2 separate regions of the Gossypium hirsutum genome follow, and region 1 is linked to region 2. The links are chromatin contacts, called in public Hi-C maps. All regions are on one chromosome and are shown on one strand. The core of a region is the stretch at or near the end of the contact, and the rest is flanking DNA. Distances in the headings are between cores, read along the strand shown. Region 1 holds the start of LOC107936783. Region 2 holds the start of LOC107935731.

Evidence for each region. Hi-C and Micro-C count contacts between places; a contact is called where the count stands out from the background.
Region 1: a Hi-C map of leaf shows a contact between it and region 2, with 1.8 times the contacts expected there. The contact joins the promoter of LOC107936783 here to the promoter of LOC107935731 in region 2. A contact is called at or near these places in 2 of 34 Hi-C or Micro-C datasets (both in leaf).

What each region holds. Positions count from the first base shown.
Region 1 is chrA11:123,275,863-123,278,831 of Gossypium_hirsutum_v2.1, forward strand. LOC107936783 reads left to right here and starts at 1,649. Exons shown (of 4, transcript XM_041080301.1): 1 at 1,649-1,854; 2 at 2,181-2,452; 3 at 2,889-2,969. LOC121209515 (a long non-coding RNA gene) reads right to left here and starts at 370. Exons shown (of 2, transcript XR_005904640.1): 1 at 1-370.
Region 2 is chrA11:123,035,332-123,038,465 of Gossypium_hirsutum_v2.1, forward strand. It overlaps LOC107935731, which reads left to right and starts at 1,725. Exons shown (of 2, transcript XM_016868346.2): 1 at 1,725-1,939; 2 at 2,223-2,562. The coding sequence starts at 1,801. The coding sequence ends at 2,392.

The DNA of each region.
Region 1 (2,969 bases), core at 399-2,898, 240 kb after region 2:
GAGGGGAGGAGAGAGTTCAGAGATTTTTTTTTTAAGTTTAAAAAAAAAAAACAAAGATAGAATGATTTTTTTTTTAAAAAAAATGTGACTTAAATAGTAAATTAAAACGACGTCGTTTTGACCTAAGCTCATAAGCCTTAAAGTGACGTCGTTTTGCCCTTGTCCGACCCGACCCGCCTCAGGATCCTCGTGTTTTTAAGTAGAAGGGCTAATTGCACTTTTAGCCATTGTGATTTTTTATGGTTTTGCAATTAAGTTTCTTTTATTTCTAATTTTTTCCTGGAATTTTGCTTTGATTTTATTTTAGCTTCGTGTAAAGTGCTGCATTTTGGAGGGTGGGAATATTTTCTCCTTTAGTCCCTCCTTGTTATTCGCGCACTCGATTAGATCCTTTTCTTTTTTATTTATTTCCAGATTTGTCCCAAACTTTTGTTTTAAGTTCAATTAAGTTTTTTTTGTTATTTCGGCTTTTTTATTAAATTAATTAATTTTATTATTATTATTTTTACTATTATTATTTATTATCATTATTATTATTTATTATCATTATTATTACTACCATTATTATTATTATTATTATTTTACTATATTCATTATTATTATTACTATTATTATTATTTTTATTACTATTACCATTATTATTACTATTTCTATTATTATTATTGTTATTATTATCATTATAGTATTATTATTATTTTTATTACTATTATTTTATTATCATTATTATTTTTAAAATCATTTCATTCAATGTTTGTTTATTCATATGTTTATTTGCTTATTCTCAATTTAAATTAAATTTTTAGAATTTTCTTTATTATTTTATTTATTTATTTCATTTTTTTTGTTCTCATTATTATTATCTTATTATATATTTATTTATTCATTTATGTCTTTATACACCTGCAAGTTTATGTTATTCGTTATTATTATTGTATTTATATTATCATTTTCGTTATTATTATTTTATTACGCTTATTGCACCGCAATTTATCTTCATATTTTACTGACAAAATCGTAGTACATTTTACTCGATACTTTGACTTTTTTTTAAATAAGTAATTTTTCGTATTTCGAGATTCGAAAAGTCGTTCCCTAATTTATGGGGTTTTGATTTTCTAGATAAATTCGAACCAAATGAAGGTTTTAAAATTTTTTAATATTCTCGGGAATTAGGAAAAGATCGTGTTCTAACTTACGAAATATGATTTCTTTCTAAAACTGAGATAGTCAAATTTCTTTCAAAATAAATAAAATTTTCGGGGTTTATTCTCATTTTGAGGATTTAAGACATTGTGATTTACGAGACGTAATTTGTTTTCTCGATTAATGTGAAATATGTCATTTTATTAAAAAAATTTCAATTAAATTATATTTTAACAAAGGATTGTATTTTTTTAAAAAAATCTTTTTAAATTCTCAATTCTCGATACTAAGGCATTAATTAATCAACTAGTTATTAATTTTGGGCGTATCGAGGGTGCTAATCTCTTCTCGTGCGTAACCGACCCTCGAATCCGTTTTCTGGACTTTGTAGATCAAAAATTATCGTTTTAATAAACTTAATTTTTTATTTAAAATGATTAAATTACGAAGTAATCTGATCACACTAAAATAAAAATAAAAAGATTGGTGGCAACTCCTATTTTTTATTTTTATATTACGACTTTGCAATCTCGATCTTCTCTGTCGCTCCAAATTACGTAGAATAACTTGGAATCGTGAGCTTTCTTTAATGGCACTTGTCCATTCCCCTTTTTAATTAAGTTCTTACTGGCGACTTTCTTGGTTTCATCTGCTTTACTCTTTGGTAGTTGCCCCTTCTCCTCTCTTCCCCGCTGTACACACATCAAACCGGTAAGCACCGCTGAATTTTTTTTCAACTGTTATTTGGACTCTGGGTTCACGACTGAATTTATCAATTCATTACCATGTCTTGCTTTGATTTTGCTTTGATTTGCTAAATTTACTTTCCTGTCTATAAAACTTCAAACAGTAAAACCTTAGAAAATAAACACCAAAATCTCAAAATTAAGTGGCTCCAGATTTGGCCGAGGAATCTATGAGCATACGTGAAAGAGAGATCCCCCAATCTATGAACATTTGGGTGCCTTGTTCGGAATTGGGAAAAATATGATGTATTTTGTTCAATTATTTTATCTGATTTTATTTAAAATTCTCAGATCTGTGCAAGATGTTTGGCAGAGGCAACAGTACGGATGTTACTGACATGGACCTTCAACAGCTACAAAGTGATACGTCATTAGAGAGAGACAACGTTGAAAAGAACTGGTACCAGGAAAACTTTTATATTAGTGAATCATCAACTTCCCAGCAACAACCAGAATCAGAAATGAAAGTAGAGCATCAGTTTCCGGAAGTGTGTAGTGATTCCAGATCTGTGAGGAAACGGATGAAAATTCTCATGGACAGAATTCACAGACAGAAAATGGCCGTAAGTCTCTTAATTGAATTTAGTAATTCATATTCAATTTGCATTATTGCTATTTATTATACATATATGTTTAAAGTAAAAAGATCCCTCATCAACTGACTTGCTATGATTGGATCTTGCTTTATAAAGCACGGTTTATCCTTACTCTATAAGATACCTTTTCTCTATGGACAATACTGAGGACAGTCTTCACCTACAAAAGAGAAAAAAATGAAAATAAAAAGCCTACAAATGACAGAAAAATGAAAAAACCGTGAGAACCTATGTCTCCAATGTAACACAGAATATTTTGTTTCTTAATACTTGTTTTGTGTATATTTGGTAAAATGAAGGACAAGGTGTGATAACTGTACAGTTTGAAAATCTGACACTAGTTTCTTTAATACTTGTTGTTTCTTTAACACTTTTTTGTGTGTATATATTTGGTGTAATGAAGGACAAAAGGACAGATTTGGAATTACTGTAATGGGTGAAACTGAAACTGAAAGCCTTTCCTGTCTCGTTACAAATTCCTGCC
Region 2 (3,134 bases), core at 475-2,974:
TTGCTAAATATCGGATTTCGCCTTCGTTTTAAAGATTTTTTAAATGAATACTTATAAACTAGCTTAAAACGTATTAATGCATTTTTTGAAATGAAACGAAATTAATCATAAAACTTGGATTTTATAAAGCCACATTTCGAAAACCGAGTAGAAAACAATGACATGGGACCATAGGTACATATGAGATACAATGCTTAATGAATAAGAATATTAATCAACTAGCAGAACAAGCAATATAATTAATCTAAATTACAACCTAGTTTCAAACACGTATGAGTAATAATCGACATATCACCAAGATGAATACCATGCAATGATAACGTATATGCTACGATATAGAACAAACAACGAAACATATGCAAAACAAAATAGAAATTAAAAGTCAAAATGGTATAAGATTAATAAACTCATGCTATGTAAGTTGACAAATTTTGAATAAAAACTAGGAATATACATATATAACTTTGAAATAGATATTAGAAAATGAAAGTTTGAATTAAATTGTACGTAAAATATTTTAAACACAAATACATTTAGGAGTTGATAAAGTACATGAAAATTTAAATAGTATATAATACAAGAGGATAACGAAGATATATGGCAAAACATGATACACAAAATATATTCATAAAACATATGTACATATAGATAGCTTTGAAAATAATCATTAGATTAATAACAATATATAAAAAACTTTAAGTTAGTCTAAAAAGCATATACGTACCTCTATATCAAACATTTAAATAAGAGACTATATAAACACAAAGTAATATAATGTGAGGAAATATTCAAAAATAATAATTTTAAAATCACAAGAATGAGGTTACTAAAATTATTTCATACACACATAAAGAAAATACTTGATAAATCATAAAGCAAGAAGTGTTTTGAATAAAATCTATTAAAGTAAATAGCATATGTATATATATATTTAAAGCAAATACACGTAAAATGAAATGGAAATAATGACTTGTATAGGACTATATTAATTCTATTATAGATTATATACATAATAGACTTAAACATACTTATATAAGGAGGGCTAGATGTATATAATACATGGATTTGGTAATATATATATATAGACATGTATATATGTACGATAATAATTTACATAGGATTGCATAACAAAATATAAGAATAAATTCATATGTATAAAATAATATAGGTTAACAATATATATATATATATATGAAAGAAAAAAAATAATTTTGATGTAAAATATATATATAAATAGTGTATAAAAAACATTACAAAGATGATTTAGAAAAATGAAATCGAACCATTAAAACTTATAATAAAAAATATTGGATGCGTCTAAGAAATGATAATAAGCCATGAAGTGAAATAACAAAGAGAATAGACTTAATTTAAAAAAATTTTAAAACGAGAGATGTAATTTGAAAATAAAGCAGTAACTATAACAGGACGGATATGTTATAAGCGCAAATGCGTAGGGACCCAAGATGGAAATAATCCATCCCCCGAAACGCAGTGCTTAAGCGTGGATCAAATTGCAACAAGACATAAATCGCAAGTCCAAATAAAAAAAACAAGGCGCATAAGGCGCGATTGAAGGCTCGCGCGAACGCGGAGGACCCAGAGCGAAAATTTCCCATTTCGAATGAGAAGGCGCGGATCCGGGTTGCCAATTGGGTTGACGCGCGGACCCCCAATGTTCCAGACGGTGCCGTTTTGGGTTGTTTAAAAGGGGCCTTAAAGCCAAACATTCGGCCAAAGCAAATAAAGAAAAGAACCCTAAGGTTCTTGCGCCTCTCAGCCACCATTTCCTTCTCACAAATGATGAATGGCGATCCGAGGGTGTCCCTTTGCCTTCTCATTTCAATCCTAGCACCATGGTCTGTTAATTTCAGCCTCGAAACCTCCTCAAACTTCGATGCCGGCGAAGACGAGGGATTTCGGTGGCTTTTACACGAAGGTAAGTTTTCGTTTTGACTTCGTTCTACTCAGAAAACACATGCAAAGCCAAGAAAGATGAAATAAAATTGAGAGAAAGAATGTATGAGCGCCCAAAATCACCTTTTTTTGCTAAATTTTGTATTGTATATCTGCATATATTGCCTTTTTTTTGCGTATCTGTATCCGAAGAGAGTTACAATTGAAAATAATATCCGACTTTATAGCCGAGAGGAGAAATAAAAATATACAAATTATTTTTTCTATTTTCTTGCGTCTGTTGTCTCTTTGTGTTCGGTGTGCAGGTACGGGAGTGTGTGCTGGCGTACGGGGTGCGGGCGTGGCGCCAGGAGGAGTGTACGGAGCGATGCGCTGGGGTACGGAGGCCAGGGGTTGCTGCGGCGCAAGGAATGGGGATGACTTAGGGTTTCTGAAACCTGTTAAGGAGATGGGCTTATTGGGCCTGTTCTTGTAGTTGGGCTATCGTAGTAATTTTGGACTGCTAATAATATTTATTGGGCTTTGATTTTTTGTTATTTTTGTTGTTTTTGTGTTGTAATGGGCCGGGTAAATTTGGCCTACTACAATACGAATAAAAATGTGTACAAATGACAAAAATATTAATGATGTGATTAATTATCCTTAGTTGCTCATTTTTGAAATTGACAAGAATTAAATTGCTCTAAATTTTTGAGAAGGACCTATTTGTTCAATATTAAAATTGAAAGGGGCTACATAGGTTTTTTCACCTTAAAATATTATTATTAAGGATGTTAAATTATGGGTATGTTTGATTGACGGAATTGATTTTCCGGAAAATCATTTCCAACTTTTTCAGTGTTTGATTGGCGGAAAACATTTTCCATTTGGAAAATGAACTCCAAAACAAGGGAAAATGGGTTACATTTTAGGAAAAATGTTTTACTCTTTCAATTTCCGTAAGACATTTTCCTTTTAATTTCCGTAAGACATTTTCCGTACTCTCCTCTCTATCGCCTCTTTCATTCCTTCCTTCATTTCCGGTAGAAAACTGCTTCTGTTTATCGATTTTTCAGTAATTTGTTTTTTTTAATTATTCAATACTTGTTTTTTTAACACAATTACAAATAATTTATTTGATATTAGTTTTTTTCAATTTATAACGATTAATATTGTAGCTTAATAATTGAGTATTATTATAAATAAATCATTGCAATATAAGTAAAATAATTTAAAAT